4 separate regions of the Mus musculus genome follow, and all the other regions are linked to region 4. Evidence: chromatin contacts called from public promoter capture Hi-C data. All regions are on one chromosome and are shown on one strand. The core of a region is the stretch at or near the end of the contact, and the rest is flanking DNA. Distances in the headings are between cores, read along the strand shown. Region 1 holds the start of Zfp54 (zinc finger protein 54). Region 2 holds the start of Ppp2r1a (protein phosphatase 2, regulatory subunit A, alpha). Region 3 holds the start of Zfp160 (zinc finger protein 160). Region 4 holds the start of Riok2 (RIO kinase 2).

The links. Promoter capture Hi-C pulls out the DNA fragments that hold promoters and counts their contacts. Capture Hi-C pulls out chosen DNA fragments and counts their contacts.
Region 1: a promoter capture Hi-C map of pre-B cells shows a contact between it and region 4. The contact joins the promoter of Zfp54 here to the promoter of Riok2 in region 4. A contact is called at or near these places in 2 of 39 promoter capture datasets (cranial neural crest and pre-B cells).
Region 2: a promoter capture Hi-C map of liver shows a contact between it and region 4, with 2.1 times the contacts expected there. The contact joins the promoter of Ppp2r1a here to the promoter of Riok2 in region 4. A contact is called at or near these places in 3 of 39 promoter capture datasets (cranial neural crest, liver and pre-B cells), 2 of 484 Hi-C or Micro-C datasets (CD4 T cells and cortical neurons) and 1 of 9 other capture datasets (liver).
Region 3: a contact with region 4 is called in a promoter capture Hi-C map of pre-B cells. The contact joins the promoter of Zfp160 here to the promoter of Riok2 in region 4. A contact is called at or near these places in 3 of 39 promoter capture datasets (cranial neural crest, liver and pre-B cells).

Annotation. Positions count from the first base shown.
Region 1 is chr17:21,421,825-21,425,024 of GRCm38.p6, forward strand. Zfp54 (zinc finger protein 54) reads left to right here and starts at 1,420. Exons shown (of 5, transcript NM_001379357.1): 1 at 1,420-1,493.
Region 2 is chr17:20,943,923-20,946,855 of GRCm38.p6, forward strand. Ppp2r1a (protein phosphatase 2, regulatory subunit A, alpha) reads left to right here and starts at 1,532. Exons shown (of 15, transcript NM_016891.3): 1 at 1,532-1,661. The coding sequence starts at 1,584.
Region 3 is chr17:21,007,591-21,010,731 of GRCm38.p6, forward strand. Zfp160 (zinc finger protein 160) reads left to right here and starts at 1,351. Exons shown (of 5, transcript NM_145483.2): 1 at 1,351-1,396.
Region 4 is chr17:17,373,012-17,376,181 of GRCm38.p6, forward strand. It overlaps Riok2 (RIO kinase 2), which reads left to right and starts at 1,321. Exons shown (of 10, transcript NM_025934.2): 1 at 1,321-1,659. The coding sequence starts at 1,594. It overlaps Gm36768 (predicted gene, 36768), which reads right to left and starts at 1,205. Exons shown (of 4, transcript NR_168690.1): 1 at 1,003-1,205; 2 at 163-223.

The DNA of each region.
Region 1 (3,200 bases), core at 170-2,669, 4.0 Mb after region 4:
GGGACTGAGCAACTATTAGAATCTTGGACTTCCCATTCACAGCTTCCCATTGTTGGGTTAGTTGGACTACAGACTGTAAGTCATTACAATAAATCCCCTTAATGTATATAGAGATATTCCATAAGTTATGTGACTCTAGAGAATCCTAACTAAGACACAAGTTGGTACCAGGATTGGTTCTAGAGGAGCAGAAGTATAAGAATGAATGTCTTAAGAATCTGGAATCCGTTTAATAATTTGTCAGCATCTTCTAATTCACTAGGCACCTTCAACTCCTGAAATTTCTCCAGATACTTTCTCCCCTGGGAGCTTGGAGAATATAGGAGGCCAGTGGTGGAAACTATATGCAAATGCCTTTGATTATCTTGATTCATCAACTGTGACTGGTGTGAATTAGGTGACCCTGTACACGAAGTTTTCTACAATTTGGAGGGAAATAAGAAAACTGATTTGCCTGGCTTGTTGCTCTTAGTATCTCTGGACAAAAACTGGCGAGAGGGGCAACAGCACATTTGAAGAGTTTTGTTCTTGCCCTTTTCCTTGTGCCAGACCTTAGGGTTGGAGATACTGCTACTCAATTGAATGAATTAAATGTAATGGATTTAATTTTGCCCCAAGGTAACAAAGGCCAGGTGGCAGCATCGAATCACCAGAGACAAGGTGATCATAGTTATTATAGTGGGCAATGTAGACAAAACATTCATAATGACCTACCCCATAATGATCACAACTCTGCATTGTGATTACTGTAGTTTTTTACAGTGGTCTCTGTAGTAGAGAAAAGTTTCTTGATAAGGGGTGAAGACTAAGCTTATTCGTGGGCAGGAGAGAAAATGTTTAGTTTATTCTTTGGGATTATGCTGGGTTAGTACAGTCTGTTTTATCTCAAAGCACTTTTATCTTGAGTCACAGAAGACAAACTCCTCTCTGAATTAGGAAAATGGCAAGACCACCATCTAGTGGTGAAAGCCATGCAGCTCAAGATAAATTCACTGACTTCTTGAGACACCTATTTCTTTTCAAAATCCAAGTTCTTTAAATGTCTCTCCGCAAGTCAAATTTTCAGGATTTGGTTTTGACTTGTCATTTTTGTGTGTTGGGATTGTTTGGGATAAGTTTGTCGCTCACGGGCTGGTAGTCAAGTCGAGGTGTAAGGCTATCTTTTATCTGAAGGGTTCAGAACTCAGTATGGTGGTCAGATATCCGGGTGCAGCGTCCTGTCAGATCCAGTTCTAGTCTACGCTGACAGCAAACTTGTGGGGAGTCTGTGGAGAGCGGGTTCAGAGAAGCTTGACAGCTGGAACTGTGTGGACCGCAGCCTGAGACTGATAGGGAGGGACCTGTCTCCGGGGGGGTGGGGCCACTCACCGGAAACAGCCGTTGGGGACAGTATATGGGTGTGGAGGAAGTGTGTTGTGTGGAGGAAGTGTGTTGAATGGAGCTGGGATTAGAGGAGTGGCGTGATAGCTGGGACTGTTCTTTAGTGAACCTAGGTAAGTTGACTGAGGAGCCAAACCCAAAAGTGGCAAGGACGTCTTCCTCGAGGAACTCGCTGGCATGCACCGTGGAGAATCTTGTGATGCAGACCTGGAGTCAGAGGATACAAGAAGGGTTTCAAGGGGACGCAAAAAACTACCCTGAGCCTCAGGTGCCGCGCGGGGCATCCTGGGAGAGTCAGCAGGCAGCAGCCCAACCGGTGGAACCACAGCCCAGTGGGGGAGGGCTGTAACCTACCAGGTTAGAGGAGCTAAGGGGCTGGGAAAGGGAAGGAATCAGACAGGGGTGAGATATTTCCTCGGCTACTCATAAAAATGACAGCTCTCAAAATTCTGCTCTTCATGTCTTGCCCTTGCCCATAGATTTTAGACCATACTAAGTTGATGAATACTGATTTTTTTTCCATTTATTCTCTTGGCAAATTTTTCTTATAGAAGTACTCTAGTGGAGTATTTGAAACTATCTGTTAATATTGGCAAACGTGTTTGGTTTGGTTGTTGTTTTTGTTTTGTTCTTGTTATTTTGCTATGATAGAAAGGACAACGCTCCTGAAATTTACATTAGTCCACACTAATTTCTTTGTATACCTGGGAACTTGGCACCTACGGAGAGGTTTTAACTATCAGTAATGAAAGGAACATGTAAGGAATTTTTAAGAGCAAGGGCATCTTTGCAGTCAGGAGCAAAAGCAATACAACAAAGTCACACCACACAACAAACATCGTGCAAGAGATATATTGCAGATAAACAGAATGGCAGCTACTCTGAAAGGGAAGAGAGTTGGAAGGCTAGGCAGAGGGATGGGTGTTTATAGTGTCTTTGGAGCATGTGAAATGACGTACTGGAAAAGAACAGTGGGTCCTGAAGTATTGCTTGGTCATTAAAGCTGGAACAATGTAATCTGTTAACACTGAGTAATGAAGGGATTTCCAGGTTTTAAGGCCCTGGAGGCACTGAAATGACTAGCCTCCCCTCCTACCCCAGCATCATCCCCAGGTTTCTCTTAGGGCCATAACTGCCATTTCCAGCCCCTTGGGTCAGAAAGTGGCCAAGCTGCTGTCCTAAAGAGAAAGAGAGAGAGAGAGAAAAAAAAAGTCCATGATCAAGCTACAAAGGCTTCCATCATTTTCAGTTCATGATAAGTTCAGAACTTTATTAGTGTATATTATTCTCATTCCAATCATCCAGTTTCATTTCTACCCATAAGTTTTCAAGAAGCTGTGATTGGAAGTGAGGTTCACGCTAGACTAACTGAAAATGTTTTCTAAATATTTTTCAATATTCTGACACTGAATGGCATTTGGGGGATCATTGTACAGTCTTCAGTTTTGTTCCTCTTTATTGACTGAGCACAGTACTGTGCTAGGAATCCAAGTACAGGCTCACTGATCATCCAGATCAGCTCACCTGTGGAACAGAACACAGACCTGGAAGGTGGACAGGGAGGAGACAGTAGCTAAGGATCCAGGTATGTTGGGGGATTGGTCAAGGGAAGGCAAGGGGTTCAGGTAAATGTGGAAGTGGGCCATGAGATCAGTTTTGCCACATTCTGTTTCACTAGAAATAATTCTAGAGACTTCCACTGAGAAAAATCTCCTCAGGATTATCCTAATATAGAGATGAGAAGACTTTCTACAGAAGAATTGATACTAGGAGGCAATAAACTTTTACTTGATTGTACATGTGAGTGATGCTGTCCTTAT
Region 2 (2,933 bases), core at 282-2,781, 3.6 Mb after region 4:
GAAAGGAGAGGAGACAGGCAAGAGGATGTTTTTTCCAAAAGATCTGTTAAATCAAAAATGGTCCAAGAAGGCACTGTTTGGAATTCCTCTCCATAGCCTCTCCTGAGTTCCCCAGTTTTCTGTTGATTGGTTTCAGAAACACATAAAGTACAGTATAGAAGAGTTCATATAAAGGAAAGAAACTGAAGAATGGCCAGAGAGATCATAAAAGAAAATACACTCACAAAGAATAGACAATGGTACCATTGTGCCAAACTCTTTTAGTGAGGTAGCGTATAAACTGAAGTTTCTAAGCCAGACCATTTGGATTAACTCTTATGGGATGAGGCAATGGTATGGCTGTCTTTTGAGGGTTACACCATAGACCTTTGACTGGCCCGGAGGTCACTATGTAGACCAAGATGATGTCAATCTCAGAAAGATGACAAGTTTTTGCTTCCTGAGTTTCATGATTGAAAGCATGTGCACTTTCACACATGGCTATGCCTTCTGTTCGTTATCACAAGACCAAGTGTTTCCTATTCAGGGCCAGAGATATGTGATCTGCATCATTACTTAGGAACGCCTACTCTCTGTGAGGGGGGGGGGGTTGTTTGTTTGTTTGTTTGTTTATTTCCACTCTCTGTGAGGGTGCTTTCTCAATTTTCTCTCTAATTGGAGAGGAAGAAGGGGGAAGGGAGGAATGGAGGTGTGGGGGGGAGGATGATGGAGGAGGGGAGAGGCGAGGGGAGTCGAAAGGAGAAAACAAAAATCAAGTATAGAAATAGCCACGCTTTAACAACCTTGATAGCATCTAACAACCCCGCTATGCCCACCTTCTTCCCTTTCATATTTTCAACCTTAAGGAGAAAGGATTGTGATAGTTTTATATTCGCCTTCTAAGTGAATCACAGCGCCCAAGCTCATTATGAGGCAGAGGTCCATCCTCAAAAAACTTTCGACCTTGTTCATTTTTTACTAGCTACCTAGAAGCTCCCCGGCAGGATGAAGACTCGCTCTGGCCGCTCTATTTCTTCCGGGTAAGGGGGGTGGGTAATAAAGCCTTGAACGCCAAGAGCCCCAGAACCGCATCCTAGAAACCAAGCAAGGCAAATCTCCCTACTTAGGAGTCCCTCCTTTACAGAGACCGGTATAGCAGAACCAGACAAGCATGTCCTTCATTACGTCACGCATAGCTCCCAAGACTCCAGCTTAAGTCTTCTCCGCCTCTCCCCAAGGGGCCATCTTAGCCACCTCCCACCCTCGACTCTCATTGGCAGCTAGACCTGCTTGTTCCCGTGGTTGCTAGCAGCGACGTAGGCGGGCACAATCTTGGTCACTAAGATACTTCACTTCCGGTTCCTCTCGTCCTTCGGGAAAAACATCTCATTCGTCCGGCCAATGGTGAATGAGAAGTAGGCGGGACTTGGTTGGTTCAGACCAAACAGACGCGAGCTTGTGCGGCAATGGCGGCGGGACGGCCCCTGTAGGGCGGCTCGGGCGCCCCCACGTCCGCTTTGCGTCCTTTCCCCGGCACCGCCCCGCCCGATCCCGGATTCCGCCTGGAGCTCGCTGCTGCCTGATAGAAACGCCAGGGAGCCAAGATGGCAGCTGCCGACGGTGACGATTCGCTCTATCCTATTGCGGTGCTCATAGATGAACTCCGCAATGAGGACGTTCAGGTACGGGGATCCTTCCGTTAGAGTGTGTGGGGGAGATCGGGGACGGGGATCTTCGCGGAATGTGGGAGCGATGGCTCCGGGTTCTCCGGGAGTGGCGGAAAGCAGCGGCAGCCAATCAGAATTCAGGTCTCATCTTTCTTAATAGCAAGGTTCGATGAGATGGCAGCCTTCATTGGGTGCCCGGCCAAGCGGAGGGCAAGCCTCGAGGGTCCTACCTGAGTGCGCGCGGCCGCCCCAGATCTGGGCCTGGGCGGCCCGAGATAGGGTGGCGGTCTTGTTGCCGCCTGCCAGTCGGTGATTGGCGGCGGACTCAGAATGGCTCTTTGTAGAGAATCGGCGGGGGCGCGTGACCTGCTGAGTAGAAACCCTCAGGGGTCCTGGCGACCCGGGTAGAGTTCCCATTGCTTTTAATGTTTTCGTTTTAACTGGAAGGAGTGGGGACTGATATTGGGATTGGGGACTGATACCGAGATTTCTGTCCATTCTTCACCGACCTCCACCTTGTATTTTGGGTTAGCTCTCCTGAAGGAGGAGGAAGGAGGCGGTGAAAGTATCCTCTCCTGAGATTTAACTAGCCGTAGCTGGGGTGGGTAACGTGCACAGACCCACCTGTTCTCCGACCTGGTCCCAAGCCGGCCTGCCAAGAGAGTTGATAGTTCTGGTTCATGGGAGAAGAATGAGCCAGGACCCCAGAGTTGTCGGACTGCTTTGGATTTGAAAAAGAGGTCAGACCTCAAGGCCGCATCCTCTCACCTGAGGATGACCTTGTGTGCACATTATTTCATCGCCCCTGGCTTCTGTTTTCTACAAATAGCGGCTAATAATAGTCCTGGTTTCCCTCGGTGGCCGAGGAAAAGTAGTAAAATGAAACTGGCTGTATGTAAAGGCTCTATAAATGTTAGCAATTATTTTGGGGGTGTGGCTATTGTGGCACTGTGCTACAGCCCTCTGCTTTTCCTTTTATATAGAATTGTTCATGCTGCACTCAGTCACCTTCCTGAACCTGGGCCTATCCTCTAAGTCTTACGTATTTATGTGTGACTCTGGTTCCATTGTTGGCAAGACTGGATTTGTACTCCTGGATCTTGCAATTTTTGCAAATTGACTCAGGCAGTCTGTGTTTCTCTTCTGTTAAATGGGAATAATAATCTGGTTTTGGGTATACTGAATGAATTTATTTGCATATGTTCTGTAAACACATGCAAAGCATGAGGAATGTTATTGGGTCATAAAGGAGACCAGAGCTTGGTATAGTGGTGCATGCATGCTAGC
Region 3 (3,141 bases), core at 101-2,600, 3.6 Mb after region 4:
CATATTTTAAATATCTTTGTTTCCTCTTCTCTTTTTCTTACCTCTGCTTCAGATTTAGGGGGGCAACCTGCCCAAGGACATGGCATTTTGAAGGACATTTGCAGAGAGGATGTCCAGACTCTGAGCAACTGCTTTCAATAGGATGAATAGCAAATGACTTTCTACTAACATAATGCATATATTAAAATGTTCAGCAGGAAGTAGTAGGGATCATGAGACAGTAGTGTAGGGTGAAATGATTACTATTCATTATATATTTAAAAGTATGTATCTGAAAGTACTTTGCAATGGTGAAGTACCAGGGAAACTCAGTGCATCTCATTATTCTATACTGGTGATAGTTTGTTGAATTCTATGTGTACTTCCTTTGGAAATGTTTGATGAACTGTAGATATGCTACATGGTGGAAATGAGAAGAAATATTTTTCATTAGCCATTCCTCAAATTATTCCCGCTGACCTTTGACAGTTACATCTGCAGACTGCTGTCACAAACATCCTTTAGAACACATGTACTTGTATGCAAGAGTTTGTTTCTATTTAAAGTAGATACAGTAAGAACTTTCAATGAGAATGCCAAAATAGCTTATATGCTGTTTCAAACTTTCAAGCCAAAAAGCACTTAAAATATTTTTAAATTGTTATTTTTATTACAAAGAGAAAAGTTGGCACTTAAAAAAAGAATCGATCTTCAATGCCAATCGTTCATGACCTTTGTGAATGCAATTCTCTTTTGTAACAGAAAATATAACTTTTAAAATAGGTAATTGTTTTTATATATAAAACTCTTCGAATTAAAAATAAAATCAATGCTTGCTTATATTCACCATCGTCCCCGACTCTCCTACCTATGCATGGTTACTGATTGACAATGCTCAGGAGCCCTGCTCCTTAGAGCTAGGAACCTGTGGGAGAATAAGGAGGGACTGAGAACTGTGCACCAAGAACACAACCTACTCTGAATCCCCTTGTAGAGCCAGACCCATGCCCACTTGTACTTGAGCACTATCCTACTCTCCAATGCATCCCCACACTCCCTTCTAGTCCATTATTTGGTTTGACCCTCCACCCCCACCCCGCTGTTTTCCGAAACAGTTCTAAGCCCTCACCACGCCATTCTCAGCATTCAGGTCCTCTCTAGCCCATAAACATTTCTTTAAATACTGTCCCCTCCAAGCAACAGTTTCCTGTTCCAAGTCCCACTAGCACGCAGTGGCCAGCATGCCCTAAAATTTCCTTCTCAGAGCAGCTTCCTTTCTAGGTACCGCCCCTTGTTAGCGTCAATCACTTGTTCTCTGGTCCCGCCTTATTTTACCCCGGATCTGACCGCGAATGCTGAATGCACTCCTGCGCAGCGACCCGGAAGCGGTTTTGCTCTGCATAAATTTTGTAGCTGGGTGAGTTTTCCCAGATTCTTTAGGCCGGTTGCTGGCACTCAGAACCCGGACCTCTGCCCTGGAGTCCCCATCTTGTGTGCAAAGCTCCACTCGGTGACGCGGAGAGCTGCGAGACTGAGGAAGTAGGAACGTGGGAGAGAGAGATGGCAGCGGAGCCAGGGGAGGGGATGGAGCCAGGAAGGAGCGGGGGCACGGATTCAAAAGCTTCAGCGGTCGGGGAGGAGACATGACTATCGTTTGTGCGGGCAGTGCCAGGTGATGCGGTACTAGAGAGTGCCGCGGGTGACAGAATAGCAGAGGAGCAGCTTGCCGCGGCGCCTGGTGGAAAGGAAAAAGAAAGCAGGGTCTGGAGATGCTGGCAAGAGTGGAGAGGAGGGTGAGAGAACAGCTAAACTGCCATAATGTGTGACAGAAAGAAAAGCAGGCGATGGAAGCGAAAGGGAAAGTATCTGGGGAGAACTTCCAAGACCAAGTTCTCAGACCAAGTTCTCAGCACAAAGATTTATTTGTCTTAGAGGTACAGAAGGCCCGGATAAAGGTCAGAGACAGGAGATAGAGGAAGAAGGGGAAGGGAACAAAGAAGAGGGCAGAAAGGGGCAAGAGAGAGGGGTTAGGAGTATTTGTCCAGAAGTGGGACAAATGACTGTTTCTAGATAGAGAGGAGACAGATGTGACCCATAGGCAAATGGCGGCTTATAGAGGTAAAATGAGAATCCCCTTATTAGGACGAGGTGTTTAGCTGGCACATTAATTAGGTGAGCCAGAGGTGCCTTTCGGTTGCCAGACTTCAATGCTTTGATAGCTGGGCCTTCATAGTAAGTGTCAGGAGGAGGAATTGGCCAAATAAAGGAATAGACTTTGGGTGTAGCTTTAGGAATGTAATCTGAGAGTTTTTAGCAAGGCAGAGAGAGGAAAGGGGCAAGGCCTACCAGAGTCATGGTCACCATGCTGGAGCTGGCAAAGTCCCTTCAGAAAGTGTGAATAAGATAGTGCAGAATGAGGGAGGGGCAGGCTGGATAAAGCAGAAGTTGATGGAATAGTAAGGTTATTATTACTGAGCTTGTCTTTGTTGTTGAAATAAAAAAACCCTTAATTTTTGTTTGAATTTTAGTGGTATGGAAGAGAGTTGCAAAACTTGATCTGATGGGCATTAACTGGTATTGTGTTAGGCATGGTGGCACAGATCAGTAATGCCAGCATGTGGGAAGAAAGCTGGGGTAGGAAAATGGAGACTTTAAAGGTGGCGTGGAATACTAAGACAAATAACTAAGACACTTTCTCAATGAATAAATACTGTTGGTGTTTACTGATCCTTTATAGTCCTTATACAGCCAGAACTAATGTGAGATTTTTTAGACAGTGTCACCCTTCTTTGACAGGGGTAATGTGTGGAGGAGCTGTGGGATTCTTCTAACCCCCTAACACTTAACTTTTAGCATAGAATGTGTTGCCTCCGGTCACAGTAAATGTGTGATGTTTTTTCTCCTTCAGGCACCAACTTAAGTACTTTAACTCATATCTTTTTTATTATTATTATTTTATAGACATTTTTATGAGATATTTTCTTTATTTACATTTCAAATGTTATCCCCTTTCTTAGTTTCCCCTCCGAAAATCCCCTATCTCCTCTCCCCTTCCCTTGCTCCCCAACCCACCTACTCCTGCTTCCTGTCCCTGGCATTCCCCTATACTGTGGCATAGAAGCTTCCCAGGACCAAGGGCCTCTTCTTCACACATGGTGGGAC
Region 4 (3,170 bases), core at 71-2,570:
TAGGATGGTTGGGAACCACTGGCTTAAGTCACACTAAGTATGGTGAGAAAGGAAGATTGAATTTAAATCCTTTACTCATAAATGACTTGATTACTAAAAAAACAAACAAACAAACAAAAAACCCACAATATTGAAAAGATGAGAAATCTGGACTGTGATTACCCCAATATTCCAGAACTTGGATCCAAACCCACTCAATTAGTGGTGGCTCTGTGGAGCAATGCTGAAAGGAGACAGAAAGACAGATAATCAAAGCTTCAAACTTTTTGTTTTCACATGTTCTAATGTTAATGTAGAAAGAAAAATTCCATTGTGTACAACGGTCTTAATTAGTTAAGTCCTAATTAGATATGCCTAGAATCCTGTATTCAAGCATACAAGACCCCAAAGACAGGAACATAGAGATGAAAAAGGATTGATCTTTTGTTTCGATTTGATGATTTTAGATTACCAACTACTTTAGCTGGACCGATACGGACACTACAGCCTGCTGTCTGCCCCTATGCTTTATGAAAGAGCTTACTCCAGGAAGATACTCAGCACCACTCTCCAAAAGGAGGAAATGAATACATTGTTTCTTGGAAACTGGAAGGAGTGGAGTATGGAAGGAACACGAAGGTATCTTAATCTGAGTCCTTAAAGTTTGCACATACCTCAAAAAAAAAAAAAAAAAAGTTACACACCAGTCGTTGGCAATCTCTCAAGTATAAAGCAGATCATAACACTGGACACTTATAGCGCCCAAGCTTAACCTAAGAGCTGACCAGAGAAGATCTGCAGCTTAAAGGACTGAAATATAGATAATTCGTGAAATGAGAAACACAGGTACTGAATATCACATGAGTCACACTTGTTACTATGCTGCTGCTGTCGGGATGAAGGTACGGTAATAAAAGTCTTTGTCTTGGGTACATTGTCTTGTTAAGCCTCCCAAATGCTCCTGGACCCAAGAAACATTGAGGTGCGCGCTTTCTTTGGAAGCGAGCACTGGATAGTACGTACAGAAGCTCCTCCTAACCCGTCCTGGGATCAGCGTCCCAGGCCAGCGGGGCAGCTCCTAACCCGGCCCTCCTCCGCCGGACAGGGGTGGGGCTGCCGAGAGACAGCGCGTGCGGCTCTGTGGCCACCCTTTCAGTGGTTTTGCTGGCCTCCGGTCTCGCTTACTCATTTCCCTCCCTGACTTTACAGTGCACAGTTGCTGCACTAAAAGTGGGCGTGGCTCGGAACGAATAAAACACGCCCCTCTCGTGACGTAAGCACTGTTGCATGCGGAAGTCCGGCCTTAATTCCAATCAGGTCCTAGCAGCTCTGAAAAGTAACGTGGCATACTATGTAAAACATTTGCAACTTGCCAAATCAGTCAAACGTAAATTATTTATTTAGGGGCTGAAAAATCACTTCTGCCTGATTTTTAGCTACAAAAACGAGAAAAAAATAGCATTTTTCTACTGCTTCTTGAGCACGTGTTCTTACCTAGCGATAAGCACCTTAAATACAGGGCGCGTGCGCGGGCAGGTCGCCGCCGAAAGCCTGCGAGATTACCCAGCAACTTTGCGTCTTCCCAGAGAGCGTCCGTGGTGGAACTGGGCAAGCATGGGGAAGGTGAATGTAGCCAAGCTTAGGTACATGAGCCGCGATGACTTCAGAGTTCTGACTGCGGTAAGGAGTACACCTTTCTTGCTTATCCATTCGGTGACGTCCTCCTCCTGCTATTCTAAGGTCGCTGGGAGCTGAGTGAGGGCTCTCTGATTTGTGGATTGTTTGCCGAGGCTGGGATCTGGGTAAAGGGCACCAAGGTCTGATTTTCATGAAGCTTTGTGAAAAAAAGAACTATCTTTTACTAAACATGGTTCTTCCTTTCAGCTTCTTTTGCTGCAGATGTGCTTACGTCTCTGTGGCCCGGGAAATTTCATTGATCTTTGGCTTCCAAACTAGGGGAGGGTGGGAGTTAAGTCCTCTAATAGACTCAGACACTTAATGTTAAAAAAAAAAAGTCAGCTTTCTCTATCAAATATAACAGCAGAGTGCAAAACAAAGGAGGAAAGGAGATGCCTCTTAGTCGACCAGCAAATCAATATGTTAACAATGTAGTCAGATAGTAAGTACCGTGAAGGTAACAAAGGATAAAGAAATAGAAAGTAGCCACGTGTTGGAAGGATACTGTCTTTGAGTTTTACAGTGATGGAGACAGAATCCAAGAATCTTGTCTTTACTGTTAATCGAACTACAAAGTTTGTCCCCACCCCCCGAACCAATGAATCTTAACTGCCGGAGAAAAAAGTGTCCTTGGAGAGAGTTGTAGAAGAGGTGTCCTTGGAGAGAGTTAGAGGCAAATTAGAGCAAAAACTCAGAGATGGGAGGGAGAGTCTTCATAGAAGAGAAAGGTTCGATATAATGGTTGGGGACATACATGGAAAATGAGAACCAAACCATATAAGCCCTTGCAGGCCTAGTAAACGATGTGTGTGTAAGCCCGTGATTTATTTTTATTTATTTTTTAATTCATTTATTTATTTATTTATTTTGGTTTTTCAAGACAGGGTTTCTCTGGGTGTCCCTGGCTATCCTGAAACTCACTCTGTAGACAGACTGGCCTCAAACTCAGAAATCTGCCTGCCTCTGCCTCCCAAGTGCTGGGATTAAAGGCGTGCGACACCACTGCCTGACCTGTGAATGTTTTAATTAGGAAGATGACAAAATCTGATTCTGTAGTTTTAGTGTTGTGGCACAGAAATCAGGACAGTTATGTAAGGTTAGAATGAGTCAGGCTTTGTTTAGGAGTTGCTGACTTTTGGTAAGGGCTGTGTTGCATAATAGGATATGAAATGTGAGTTGCCTGGTTCATGTATTATTTTAAGCCTTTGTAGCCAAGTTAAGTAGGTAACGTTTACAAATTCATCAAATGCAAGGTCCACATGAACTTTGGCATGTGCTTCCTTTTTCCTATAGCTTCCTTAATTAACCTGGCTTTTTCTTTAAGTAATGGCTTTCCTTCTCAGCACATTCATTCATTTCTCAGTGTCTTGACAAAAATAGGGTAGTCGATAAGTGTATTGGAGGATTGGGGAAGCAAGGAAAGGAGATAAGAACGAGCTAAAACTTTCAAAGGCGCAGTTATGGTGGGACACCAGAGTAAAGATTTTTCTTCCAGAATTTCTAAGATCCTAAAG